2 separate regions of the Zea mays genome follow, and region 1 is linked to region 2. Evidence: chromatin contacts called from public Hi-C data. All regions are on one chromosome and are shown on one strand. Each heading gives the region's core, a stretch centred on a gene start, on an enhancer-like site or on the middle of the called end of the contact. The rest is flanking DNA. Distances are from core to core; before and after follow the strand shown.

Region 1 (7,030 bases), core at 171-2,670, 140 kb after region 2:
TAGAAACACTGTTAAATCATGTTTTTGAGGACCTTCGGAAGCCGAAGGCCCCCAACAGTGAGCTTGTAGAGGAAGAAGAGAGGGTTGGTTAGATACCTGGTTTTATAGCCATAGATTAGTGGAGTAGAGCATCCTAAGCCCGCCCACCTATGTTAGTTGAGTCATTAACGGAGTCCGTCTTTGCAGTAGCACTGCTATGGTAATAGTCTATTAATAGGGGTGATCAACTTACGCCGCTATATCAATTGATCAAATGATGGATGTGGTAAGGTACCCACCTCTATTAATGTACTATTAATGGAAGCATTTGCCTTATGTCGATCGCCTTCGTTAACCTTTAACGATGAGACCACTTAGCTATGAGACCGATTAACAGAGGATGAAAAAATAAAACAAATTTGTAGCATCAAAGTCACTATTTTCCATAAATATTTAAAATGAAGGTCTTTAAAGAATGACAAAAATCTTTGGATATAATAAAACAAATTTTGAAGTGCAAGAATAATGGCAAATCCAACCATGAAGCTCATCGAGGTCATTACATTAATCAAACAAAGTTAACACAATGATGAACATTGATCCTCCATTGCGGTGCTGAAGTTTGTTAGGGTCACACGAGCTAGATAATATAGGCTAGATTCACCCTAAGAAGATGGTTATCTTAATTATAGATGATGCAACGCTAGTTCGTGTGATCATCCATCAAACATATCCAAAATAGCATTTGACCATGAAAGGTATCTTTCAAAGCATCAACTTTAAACTATAGTCAATTTTAGCAATGCTTTCTACCGTTTAACTCGTTGGTCAATTTCTATGATCATCCAAAGTAGTGTCTGATGAGGTAGTTGAAGCGATGGTGGTGCGAGCAGGTAAGAAGCGGATGCAGACGAGTAGAAAGCGAAAGTAGTGCAAACTAACATGCTACAAAAAATTTAAAAGTATGAGCTTTTCTCTTTCGCTTGCGAATCCTATCTCTCAAAGAAAAATTTAATGCGTCAGGTACGGTGGCGCCAATGTTGGTCTTGGACCGAACAAATGATAAATGAGAGTTAAAAATAATTAGAAGGGTGCAAATGAATCTAGGGTTAGACCCCTCCTTTTACATGGGAGGTGGGAGTAGTGGTTTTTATTATTTTTTTCTGAAGTTTTTATTTACAAATGAGATTCTAGGCTATAAATAACCCTTAAACATTATTTTATAAGCCTCTTGATTACATAATTTGATTATGAACTCACTAATGAAAGTTTTTAACATGCAATACGCCACCAGCACAGAACTCAAAGCATCCTGGATACATTATTGAATCGTGTGATGAACAAAAGATGTTAGAAATAAAAAATTAAAAAGAAAAAAAGGCCCATCTAAAAGTCCATTACTTGAGAAACCCAATTTCCACCAGACCCTAACCTTTCCATTGTTCCAGCGAACGCACACAGCCGCCGCTGTTTCTTCATCTTCCTCGCAGCGCCGGCGCTGAGGCTCGGGCTCTCAGCGACGGCGGCAGCGGCAGCGGCTTCCCCTCCCGCCTCTCGCCAGTCGCCTCGCGCCCTCGCCTCCGGTCCTCCGCACACCGGTCGGTGACCCTGCGTGCGTGCCTCTCTAGTGGCTCCTGGTTCAGATGGCGGGCTGCTGACACGGCCGCGCCGCCCGCGGCCTGAGGGCAGCGGGAGCCACCAGCTGCTGCTCCACCAAGGCGGTCTCGCCGCTTTGAGGAGCGCTTATGCCCAAAGCGAAGCGTTAGCGCTTCAGCGCGCTGAAGCGTGCGCTTAGTGCTGTTTTTTAGAACCCTGATCTTTTTCATCATTCCCTACCATTTTTTGTATTTTCAGGATAATGGCTCATCGTGGACATCTAGATGGACTGACTGGCCAAGCTCCTGCTCTTATGCGCCATGGTTCCTTCGCTGCAGGCAGCCTCTCTAGCCGCTCACCTTTGCAGTCTTCATCCACACTGGAGATGCTGGAGAACAAGCTTGCCATGCAAACTACAGAAGTGGAAAAGCTTATCACGGAGAATCAGCGGTTAGCATCAAGCCATGTGGTCTTGAGGCAGGACATTGTTGATACGGAGAAAGAGATGCAAATGATCCGCACCCACCTAGGTGAAGTTCAGACAGAGACTGATTTGCAGATTAGAGATTTGTTGGAGAGAATCAGATTAATGGAGGTAGATATACATAGTGGTAATGTAGTGAACAAGGAGCTTCACCAAATGCATATGGAGGCAAAGAGACTTATTACTGAAAGGCAGATGCTAACCCTTGAGATAGAGGATGTGACTAAAGAATTACAGAAACTCTCTGCCTCTGGGGACAATAAAAGCCTTCCTGAATTGCTTTCTGAGCTAGATAGGCTACGGAAAGAGCATCATAATTTACGGTTTGTGACAATGTTCCTTCTTTACATTTTTTCTTTGCAACTGCCTGAGCTTTGTGTTGATAATAAGTCATGTTTCCCCTTTCTGTTTGAAGATCTCAGTTTGAATTTGAGAAAAATACAAACGTCAAGCAAGTTGAGCAGATGCGGACAATGGAAATGAACTTGATAACCATGACCAAACAAGCTGAGAAGTTACGTGTTGATGTGGCAAATGCTGAAAGACGGGCACAAGGTAAATATTCTCATCCTCACCATGTTGGCCTGCAAATTATCCTCATTCCCTAATTGTTAGGTTTTGAGCTGAACCTTACTGGGCTGTACTCTTAGATGGGAGCAGTATTATTTCTATTCCTTTTGTGTTTAGTTTGTGAAGACTGGTAGGTTTTTGTCTTAGTAGTGTGAATCTCAAAGCTGCTCGCTCATAGGCTTCCCATTGAATCCTGATTTCCCTATTTTCAACAGTATTTGCAGTGTGATATTATCATTTGTCGGTCTTATCGTCTTAGTAGGTGCGGAGTGCTGTGAAGGTGATTAGGTGAATATGGGTCCCCACATAGAAGTTTCATGGCCCATAGATCCCCAACAGGTTGAGGGTTTAGGGAAAAATTCATTATTCAATAGATGAAATAAGTAGTTCGTATGAGTCATGAGGACTGACGTATCTAATGTAATAATACAGTACAATTGCATACATATTGCTTTCGAAATGTCAAGTTGGATGCCATATGGTCATTTTTTGGATGAGTGGATATAGGAAAAAGCTGAGTCTATTCATCATTCCACATTCTGTGTCAGCAGCTTAGTACAATGTGCCATTGTATTGATTGGTTCCCATTATAGTTCATTGTTGGGACACAGCATAAAGCGCATAGCCATATTTTCCTGTGGAAATGAATAATTGTGTCATCTACAGTATAGAAAGGTAGGCATAAGTTACGTATCAATCCTTTGAAATTGTCCATGATTTTATTGCACTTTAGCGCATACTAATCTATCACTAGCAAAGTGATTGATCTAAACTAAACATCAACTTATTTAGCAAATGGGAAACCTGATTTTTGTGGTGCAGCTTAACTGGAAGCTTTTGGTAGCTGATATATGAGTGTTATGTTTTCTTCTTTTAAACTTACCTGAGGAGATGTTTTCTATGCTTTGCCAAAATTTTGTATATAAAAAAGGGACAGACCCAGTGTTGGTGCCTCCCATGTGATTTGGGGTCTGGGGAAGGAATATCTGAGGGAAGTCTTACTCATGTATTTTTGCAGAGAGGATCTATGGAACCTAGGACCTTTGGCTCAGTGGGAAGGCTTCTCAACACTGAGCTAGGCCTATCCCTTCTGCGCCAATTTTTATATCACAAGCATTTTATTTTGGGCTTCAATATCATAGCTGGGGAAGCATATAGGACAATAGCAATCTGCTCTGTAGCTCAAGGCCTCAAGTGTATAGAGAAAACCCTTTGCATACGCAGATTACGAGAAATTGAAATGTTTTTTGTAGATATATACATGTACATATGTTACTCCTTAATTGCATAGCTCTGATATTCTATTTCCATCCATTTTTTCTTCTTCTCAACGAGCAGCAGCTGCGGCTCAAGCAGCAGCACATGCAGCTGGTGCACAGGTGACAGCTTCGCAGCCTGGGACAGCTCAAGCTACCACGGTTTCAGCAGCAGCAGCCACAGACTCATATGCAGGTGCATATACCAGCTACCCCCCTGCATATCAGCAGGGAGCCCAGGCTGGGGCATATCAGCAGGGTGCTCAGGCTGGGGTATATCAGCAGGGAGCCCAGGCTGGGGCATATCAGCAGGGAGCCCAGGCTGGGGCATATCAGCAGGGGGGCCAGGATGGGGCATATCAGCAGGGGGCTCAGGCTGGGGCATATCAGCAGGGAGCCCAGGCTGGGGCATATCAGCAGGGAGCCCAGGCTGGGGCATATCAGCAGGGTGCTCAGGCTGGGGCATATCAGCAGGGAGCCCAGGCTGGGGCATATCAGCAGGGGGCCCAGTCTGGGGCATATCAGCAGGGGGCCCAGGCTGGGGCATATCAGCAGGGAGCCCAGGATGGGGCATATCAGCAGGGAGCCCAGGATGGGGCATATCAGCAGGGTGCTCAGGCTGGAGCATACAACTATGCTTATGATGCTGGCACGGCTTATGCATATGCAGGTTACTCTGGCTATCCAGTTGCAGGCTACGCGCAAAGTGCAGTGCCCAACTATTCCTATGCTGCACCTCCGCAGCCAACAAGCAGCGGTGCAGCTACGAACGCCGCAGGAGGCCAGTATGGGGCAGTTGGTAGTGCTGGATATCCTACTGGGCAAGTTCAGCCGAGCAGTGGCACTGCAAATGCAGCGCAAGCACCTCCTCCTCCACCACCACCGGCAGCACCATATCCCCCCAGCACATATGACCAAACCAGAGGAGCCCAGAGATAAAATCTGGGATGTAAACCAGATGGATGTTTGCCATGCACATTTGTTGAGCAGACAAATATGGTGAAATCTGGGATGTAAAACCAGATGGCTGTCTGTGCCTCCATCCCATTGACTAGGGCGTATTTTCACCAATATTGTGCCTCCAGTGCAATTTCTTCTGTGTTATATATCACCACCATTTGTTGAGCACCGTAGAAATGAGTTCCAGACGGCCGGGACAGCAACACCACATGTGTCTTTACATCACCACCATTTATCCACAGCGCGTAATGTAATGGCATCAACATCAATATATATGGTTCCTGGCTGACCACATCATCAACATCCATGGAACACTAGCGGCTCGTCAATAAATCGAACAAATATGCTTTTCTTTCTTTTTTCCAGTCACTTGGAAAACAAGCGGACGTACAAAATGACGCCTTTAGGAATTACCGGAGATGCTCCAACATACAAACTGCAAAAAGAAAGATCCAAATACAAAACCAGCCTGCATTGTCGCTTGCGAGGCCCCTGAACCCAAATTCCAAACCGGTGCAAGCTAGTAGAGCACACGGAAAAGCCTCTGGATGCAGCCACGAGCCGCCCGCATAGAAACAAACAGAGGAGACGAAGCCAAGCCATCGCCGTCCAAGACGACGGCCACAAATAAGAAGCGTGAGGGCCGAGGCCGATCGACTCATCCCATACGCCCCGAACTAAATAAGAAACGTAACAGCGGGGAGCCGGCCGAGCCGAGCTGGCAAGGATAATCCTGATCAAGTACTACTACTAGCAGTAGTTTACACGATGGGGGCAGGCAATAATGCGCGCCAAGTAAACCAAACAACCATTTCATGTTGCCTTGGTCGGCACTTTCAGTTTTTCTTTTGATGAATAGAATAGCGGTTGACGGGCGGACAGCGAAGACCGCATTGTTCAAGGGCGTTGGATGCATGCTAAGCTATGCTCCGGATATGCGAGACTGATTCCCGCGAAATTCTTGCGGTTTTTTTTTTGCAAGTGACAACGAGGGAGACATAACGCTATTTTCTTTTCCCTTGATGGACATAATTCTATTTTCTTCTACAATATTTCGTGTCTATGAATTGAAGCTGCTGCAGCAGCCGGTGCTAGATTTGGGAGGGTATTTATTTATTTTTTGTCAAGAACATCTCTACTCGTATAGATCAGAAATGATATAGAAAACCTCTTTGAGCTGCTCTTAAAAAGAATAAAATATGGCATATGGCCTCTAAGTAATCCCTTCCTTGGTGTCGCCGATCGCGAGAGCCAGGACGAGACGGCGACATATTCGACCTCCCCCGCCCGGCATATTACATCAGCCAGAAATGCTTCTACGCTTCGGCATGACCAGAGCCGTCATCATCTGCTTGCACTAGTAATTAGCTTCCGTGTTTAAAAAAAACGATGTTCTATATCAATCTGTCTCTGTATTAATTTGCCTTTAAGTTTTTTTTTGCATGGATGGAGTATATTATTTACACGCTTAGATGGCCAATGCATGGTAATGGTGTTATCAAAATATCAATGTCCTTTTGTGCTGCATTTCAAGTCCAGCTTGTAATAACTGCTACTAGTATATTTGTAGCGACAATAGGCTGGTAGATCAACCACATCTTCCTTTCTATTGTTGAGAGAGAGAGAGAGAGAGAGATAGACGACGGAGCAGCAACCACCGTCCTGACGGTTTCCAAGCCGATGCACCACGAAATTCCACTTGGATCAGGGCAATGGCTCGTCTGCCAAGCCAAGTAGCCAACGCTGGATGCAGGCATCGCTGACGCCACCGGCCGTTTCGTTTGAGGAAAGCCCGGGCACGCACGCCATCTTGTACGCGCGTTGCCACTCTGATATGGATCCAACAGCACTGCGAGCGTGCGGCGTGCCTGTCCATTTCTGATGGACCGCCACCTCTCTTTATTTTGACAGGTAAACGACGGCAGTGACACGGCATATGATGGGGGGCTGACACGCGCCACTACGGCCCTACGGGCTCGTGTAGTGGTTGCGAATATGACGTGCCAATGGTGTTTACATATAATAACTGCTTGCTAAAAAACATTTAGCTCTAGTTGACTTTATAAAGTGGTTTACAGTGGCTATAATAGACCATATTGATCAAATAAAGACGACGGTTGACTGAGTCGAGCGAAGACGCCAGAGAACTTAATGATCTGGTGGTAACATACATTGAAATCACAAA
Region 2 (7,247 bases), core at 1,804-4,303:
TCTCAACTCGATCAACCTTGACTTTATAAGTCTTCTTCTTCACCCTTGGCCTTGACCTTCTCCCTTGCACTCGGTACCTCGAAGTTATTCTTGCCTCCATCCTCGCCTTGACCACTTGTCTCCAAGTTATGCACATCGATTCTCACATAAGCAATGTCCATCCTTCACTTAGCTTGTGATGTTCATTATCCATAGGTATCTCAACCTTTGGACCATTAGACTTGATCACTTGTGTTGGGCCTTATGAGCTTTGCACTAAGCACATGTTCGACACTTACCACACACATCGGTCCTTTAATTGGGTTGTCATCCAAATCAACAAAACCCACAAGGGAGCTTTCAAAGACCCTGACAGGTGAGTCTAAGGGCTCGACCACGGTGCCCAAGGGCTTGAACCACATGTCAACAAGTTGCTTGACTCGTCTAGAGGAGATAAGGACACGATGTCTTATCAAGGTCGATAGATTAGATTGGTATCGATGTAAATATGGTAAAGCCAGATGATAAGGGTAATCTACATGTAAATATAGATATAAGAGTCCTTATAACTAGGGACTGACTTGGCTAGGATAATCTGTATCCTTATCTGGCGAGAGACTAGGTAACTTTTGTGTAAGTATTCCCTTCTTTGGATTATTAAAGAATGAATGAAACGCTCTAAAAGGGCATATCATCTTATTATATTGAATAGACAATAGACATTATGACACAGAAAATGTAGGGTATTATCTCCCAACATTGTTGAGAGTATCAACAAATCTAAACCTTCCAAGACTATTGTATATTTATCTTCATTTCTGGATCTCACGATCACTCGGTAGTCGGTAGTCTTCAGTGTGGAGCCAACCGACCGACAGTGAACTGACTGCGGGAGGGCTACCTCTGAATTCAACGGCAGCAGGTTGAAAAGCATGGCGGCCCGCGTGTTACGTGGACTACTCTGGACCACCAGATTGGCTCGGCGTCAAAGAGCAGGGTGTCAAGGCGACCGAATTTTTTGCAGTTTGACCCTTTCTTGGAAAAAAAATCACGTTTAGACCCTAAAAAATTTTAATGTCATTTTTGGACCCTTTACTCGGCGCCATAGGCTATGGCGCCGAGGTAACATAGCTCGGCGCCATAGGCTATGGCGCCGAGGTACGTGTTGCGCTGGCACAAACAGACGCCGTGGCGCTGATGTGGCACCGAGCTCGGCGCCATGATCTATGGCGCCGAGCTCTGTTTTATAACCATAAAGCCCTCTAGCTCAGTTGGTAGAACACAAGGCTCTTAACCATGTGGTTTGGGTTCAAGCCCCACGATGGGTGTTTTTAAAATACTTTTTGTCTTTATCACTGATTTGTTTTTTTTGTTGTTTCTTATCCAGTTTTTTGGTTGGATAGCTTTGGTATTACAAGGTCGTTAAACCGTGGCGCGTCGTTAAAATAAAATAAAACAATATAATATACTTAATATGATCTACCGTACTACAAGGCCGACCATGGGTACACGATGATTTTATTAGATGTAATAACAGGCATGTTCCGTCTTGATTCATGTATGTTATTTTTCTCTATTTTAACAAATTACAAAACATTTTTAGTTTTCATACAATATCTACATACGACCTATATCTAGATGCACAACTTGGCTACTATTTAGATAGGCATGCATACGAATACATACATGCATGCATCTATAAATGTGTTCTCGGTTTTTTTTCTAGCGTGTTCTCCGTGTCAATATCTCAGATTTTATGTATATTAATTGGATAAGATAAAGAAATATCACCAGTATTATTAGACTCTTTATGACATAATTAATTTTATAATATGTAACTCTCTCTCTCTATATATAATATATATATATATATATTTACTGGGGTATAATATTATAATAATATAGTACGTGATTATTATATGTCTCATGCGTTTAGGTGCAACTATATATACGTGCGATGGAGCTTGCCATGTAAGGTAGACTAATAATATATATGGGGCAAGCAGCTTTAAAGGAAGCTATACTCTAAGAGTTAACGTCATCATATGACCTAATATGGTCAAGCAAAGCAAAGAGTAAGCTGCTAGGACGACATATATGATGCACACGTAACGTACGATGCTTAATTACAAATACATATACGAATGAAGGTCATGCGATTAAGCTAAACACTAAATGGTTGTATGTAGATATTTTATGAAAACTAAAAATGTTTTGTAATTTGTTAAAATAGAGAAAAATAACATACATAAATCAAGACGGAACATGCCTGTTATTACATCTAATAAAATCATCGTGTACCAATGGTCGGCCTTGTAATACGGTAGATCATATTAAGTATATTATATTGTTTTATTTTATTTTAACGACGCGCCACGGTTTAACGGCCTTGTAATACCAAAACTATCCAACCAAAAAACTGGATGAGAAATAAATTTGAACGAACAAATCAGCGACATAAACGAAAAATTTGGACAACAAAAAAACAAATCAGTGATAAAGACAAAAAGTAAAACACCCATCGTGGGGCTTGAACTCAAGACCACATAGTTAAGAGCCTTGTGTTCTACCAACTGAGCTAGAGGGCTTCATAATTATAAAACAGAGCTCGGCGCCATAGATCATGGCGCCGAGCTCGGTGCCACATCAGCGCCACGGTGTCTGTTTGTGCCATCGCAGCACGTACCTCGGCGCCATAGCCTATGGCGCCGAGCTGTGTTACCTCGGCACCATAGCCTATGGCGCCGAGCAAAGGGTCCAAAAATGACATTAAAATTTTTTAGGGTCCAAACGTGATTTTTTTTCTAAGAAAGGGTCAAACTGCAAAAAAATTCGGTCAAGGCGACGATACTGTTCACTGACGAGCAGAGACCGTGACCGGTGCAGGTGCAGCTGCATTGGTGCACCTTCACACGCGTCGCGTCGTCCCGCCCAGCAGCATCCGATCAGTCGTCACTCGAGAGCCGCCTTTACCTTTTGGAGTCTCCGGCCGCTTGCCACGAGTCATCGGGCGCGAACGCACGGCGGCACACACCCACGCGCGGATTTATATGGCGACCGCGCGCGCAAGTTCACCTCGTCACACACCACAGGCTGTGTAGAGCGCGCGCCTGGCATGACGATGGCTCGTCCTGGGGCGGCTTTGCCGCTGCTGCTGGTCGTGGTCGGCGCTTGCTGCGCGCGCCTGGCGGCGGCAGTGCACCTCTCCGCGCTCGGCAGGACACTCATCGTCGAGGCGTCGCCGAAGGCCGGACAAGGTGTGTTCTTGTTTCCGCGCGCGCTCGGAGACGGATTCTGATGTGTTCAGTTGCTGTGACGGAGCCTGGGATATCGATTTGTCGTTTGCTTTTTTTTCTTTTTCCCTTTCGATTCCATCCTTCGACGATACTATTTCTATTATTACCTGTACTTTCTCCGTCTTATAATATACAGGCAACATATCGAATGTAAAAAAGAATTAAATGTCAACATCAAACTATATTCATCGGATCGGTCATCTATGTCATGCAATCTCAGCCCCTCTCTTTAAAATACGAGATTTATTTTTTACAAATATAGGGGTTCCTTAAAGAAATAGTCTAAGGATCGATGGAGGTGGAATTATATTGCACTTAGCCGTAGATCATGGATCCAATAAATAAGATTTGATGTTAACAGAATAATCCTTTTTATGCTATATATTAATATATGTTGCTTATAATATAATGTATCAAAAGTTTAAAATGCGTTCTAAATCATAAGATGTTAACAGAATAATTATAACGTGCTGCCGGTTGTGTGAAGCGCACATGAGTGGTAGAGGTTTATTTTCCTTTGTATATATATTGTACTAATAAATTAAACAGGGTTGTGTATAATTGATGTGATGGACACAAACTCAAACATGTCATGCTGTGGTATCCCTGCCAAACTCACAGTCCTGCACGCCGGCGAGGACACGATAACCGTGACATGGCACCTCAACGCGTCGGCGTCCAGCGTCGGGTACAAGGCGCTGGAGGTGACCCTCTGCTACGCGCCGGCGAGCCAGGAGGACCGCGGGTGGCGCAAGGCCAACGACGACTTGAGCAAGGACAAGGCGTGCCAGTTCAGGATCGCCCGGCATGCATACGCCGGCGGCCAGGGGACGCTCCGGTACAGGGTCGCCCGCGACGTCCCCACCGCGTCCTACCACGTGCGCGCCTACGCGCTGGACGCGTCCGGGGCGCCGGTGGGCTACGGCCAGACCGCGCCCGCCTACTACTTCCACGTCGCGGGCGTCTCGGGCGTCCACGCGTCCCTCCGGGTCGCCGCCGCCGTGCTCTCCGCGTTCTCCATCGCCGCGCTCGCCTTCTTTGTCGTCGTCGAGAAGAGGAGGAAGGACGAGTAGGCCGTAAGCGGCACACGCGATATATACCAGGGAGGCGCCACCGTGCGAGCTAGCGCTTGGTGAGCCGTCATGTTGTGTAGTGCAGTTGTAACACAAGTATTAAGCTAAGCACAAGTCGTACCATGTATCCAGCTCCAGCATGAATCCAAACCCAGCGTCAGTCACAAGCTGGACCTGCATGGTGCCTGTCAACCAAAATTCTTCTTGGATCATACTAATACTATCGTCTACAGCATATAGAACTTGTATCATACTAATTTACATGGCACCTTCTGCTTCATGAACAGTGACTGCTAGAGCTAAGCCTTCCTTCTTTCATGGCCCGATATTATTACATGCATGTATGTAGTAGCCATTGTGGAACCACTAAATCAAAAATAGAGAACCGCCCCTTGCTCTACATGTGGGTAACTTATCAGCCACCAGCCAATCTCCCACATATAAACCCGTGATAAAGCATTCCCGCAGTCTGAAACTAATACAGACGACTGGGAGTCACAGCTCGTTGCCTCAACATACAGACACTAGTTAAAAAAAACGGACAGAATGAAGGCATGGCAGTAGTAAAAGTGCAAATTCAAGGTTTCCATTACTCAATGCTGAAATAAACGACCTATGACAAAAGCTGATCCGGAATTCAGTGACCCATGAATAACAGTTAGTATCGGAGGTTGCCAGATATTGTTTTGACATGGAAGACGGCAAAAAGGGAAATGTAAAGCATCCTACGGCATACAGACTTGACAACCAATAGCTTCATGTGGAGTTATCTCCACCCTCAACAATCTTCTAAGACCAAACAAACACGACAAACAGAAAACGACTTATTTTTGCCCATCCTTTCAGAACAAAAAAGGGACTGCGATCCAGAAGTGTCCCTAAGAGATGCTTGTTGTCCCAACTTCACCATCTCTGTCTTGCCATTGGCCTGAAAAGAAAAGAAAAAACGATGGAGAGTAGAAAGAAGACTGGTTAGCGTTCTAAAAGGGACATATTACGCTATGTTGAAACCTGCTACACAATAAAGAGCGGCACAGGCACACTGAACTCAGGCCATAATATCTGAAGGATCATTGTGCAAAAACCATGCTCATGGTTAAGACTAATCTACAACCTTAGTCTACCAATGTGCATCAATCCTGAAACAAAATCACTGGCTTGGCATGAGCTAAACATGATAAGAAATAACATAACGGCAAGTAACTTTGATGACAGGACAGCCACTTAACCTAAAACATGCTACTTTCTAAAAAAAGTTCCTGAGCAAAGTATCTTGACAGGACAGCCATTTAACCTAAAACACATGATCAAGTTAAGGAAGCAAATTACACAAACCTGTCTGAATTTCTGCTTCCACCAAACGAGCCCCTTTCTCGGCTTCCTTGAAATCCCCATCTTTCTTCCTGCCTTGGGGGTGGTTCCATACCACCACGAGAACGTGGTCTGTCCACCACTGTAGCCTGTGGTTCCTCCCCTAAACTAGTGGGTGCAAGTGTTGTAACCCTGCCTGCACCAGAACGTGGCCTTTGCCCAAATCGAATCTTGTCATCCAACTCCCTTGAAAGCTGCTCAAGCTGGCTTTCCAACATAGATATCTTCTCAGACAAATCTTTTGCATCTACCGATGTCTGCTCAGAACCATTACTCATCTTTCCCTCGATTTCTTTAAGATCCACCTTCAGGAGGTTGATTTCTTCTTTCAAATTTCTTTCTTCATCAGACTCCGGCCTGAAAGGTTTGGTGAACGAATATTCAAATCAGACGGGAATACAGCCCGAGAAACTAAATGGAAAAATTTTCAGAGAAGGAATCAACACAAGTATTTTTTTTGACAGGCTAGAGTACCAAATTAGTTAAATAACTTCAATTTTTAACTGTTCACGGAAGATTGAAAAAGATACTGAAACCGAATTGCCCTAAAAACACTTAAACTGAATTAGACGAACAAAAAATGTTATTTTCCCAAAATAAAATGTGGGTATCAGATCATGTTAAGAATCATTTAACCACCAACAGCGAAAGGGTAGAAAAAAAGAAAATTCGATTACCCTAGCATAATGTAATCTATCCCATATCCCAAATTTAGGTGTGTTGAAACTTGAAAGTGATTTAATAATCAGCAGTTTCAGGCATCAAGCCTTACAACCATAATAGAAGATAAAACCCGATATCATCAGTACATTATAAGAGTACAAGAAGACATACCACCATTGTTTGGAATCAGAATTATACAGAAATCACTGTTTATAAAATTCAGAAGTGTTTTTTGAGTGTGACACAAAAACATATTGCCTGACCAATGTGGAAGAAAAGTAGAAAACAGAACCTATACATTGAAGAAATTTCAGCAGCCTGAAGGTCTGCTAGCAAAAACTAATAAAAATCATAAATACACACTTTTAATGCTTGTTTAGATGCATCAAATCAGCACCAATTCACATGAAATGTGCTAGGATCCTGGCAATCTAAACATGAGCTAAGTGTATGTAGGGAAAAAAAGCTCCAACTAAAAACTGAAAAGAGGTGTACTCATGGCAACAGTATCAAATATAAAATTATACAAGCATCTTCTTTTGATGGATATTATGTGCACAAATCCACTTGAGTGTGTCAGCACATTAAAACAAAAAATATTGAAATTTTGCTTATAGTCAGATAAATTCAAACAAACACCACAAATATAACCAAGTCATCAACAAATATCACAATATACAATTTTTAACTATTGTTAATACACTTCACAAGCCAGACTCAACCAAATTAGGCAAATAAATAACAGAAATATTGAAGTGCTAGCAGATTAGCAGCACAGAGCTATTGATGTAGAGATTGGGGTGCTTGGGTTTGTTCAATCGTGTAAAATGCTAGTTAGAATTGTTATGTTCTAATGCTTATTCAG

Evidence for each region. A called contact is a pair of places that touch in the nucleus more often than the background predicts.
Region 1: a Hi-C map of ear shows a contact between it and region 2, with 2.0 times the contacts expected there. The contact joins the promoter of LOC542049 here to the promoter of LOC778428 in region 2. A contact is called at or near these places in 5 of 25 Hi-C or Micro-C datasets (bundle sheath, ear, endosperm and 2 more).

Annotation. Positions count from the first base shown.
Region 1 is chr2:38,964,446-38,971,475 of Zm-B73-REFERENCE-NAM-5.0, forward strand. It overlaps LOC542049 (transglutaminase), which reads left to right and starts at 1,421. Exons shown (of 3, transcript NM_001111688.2): 1 at 1,421-2,382; 2 at 2,475-2,614; 3 at 3,968-5,001. The coding sequence starts at 1,838. The coding sequence ends at 4,824.
Region 2 is chr2:38,818,845-38,826,091 of Zm-B73-REFERENCE-NAM-5.0, forward strand. LOC778428 (high affinity nitrate transporter) reads left to right here and starts at 3,054. Exons shown (of 2, transcript NM_001112454.1): 1 at 3,054-3,236; 2 at 3,897-4,625. The coding sequence starts at 3,101. The coding sequence ends at 4,348. It overlaps LOC100304283 (Eukaryotic translation initiation factor 4B2), which reads right to left. Exons shown (of 3, transcript NM_001165725.2): 2 at 5,684-6,076; 3 at 4,910-5,276. The coding sequence ends at 5,252.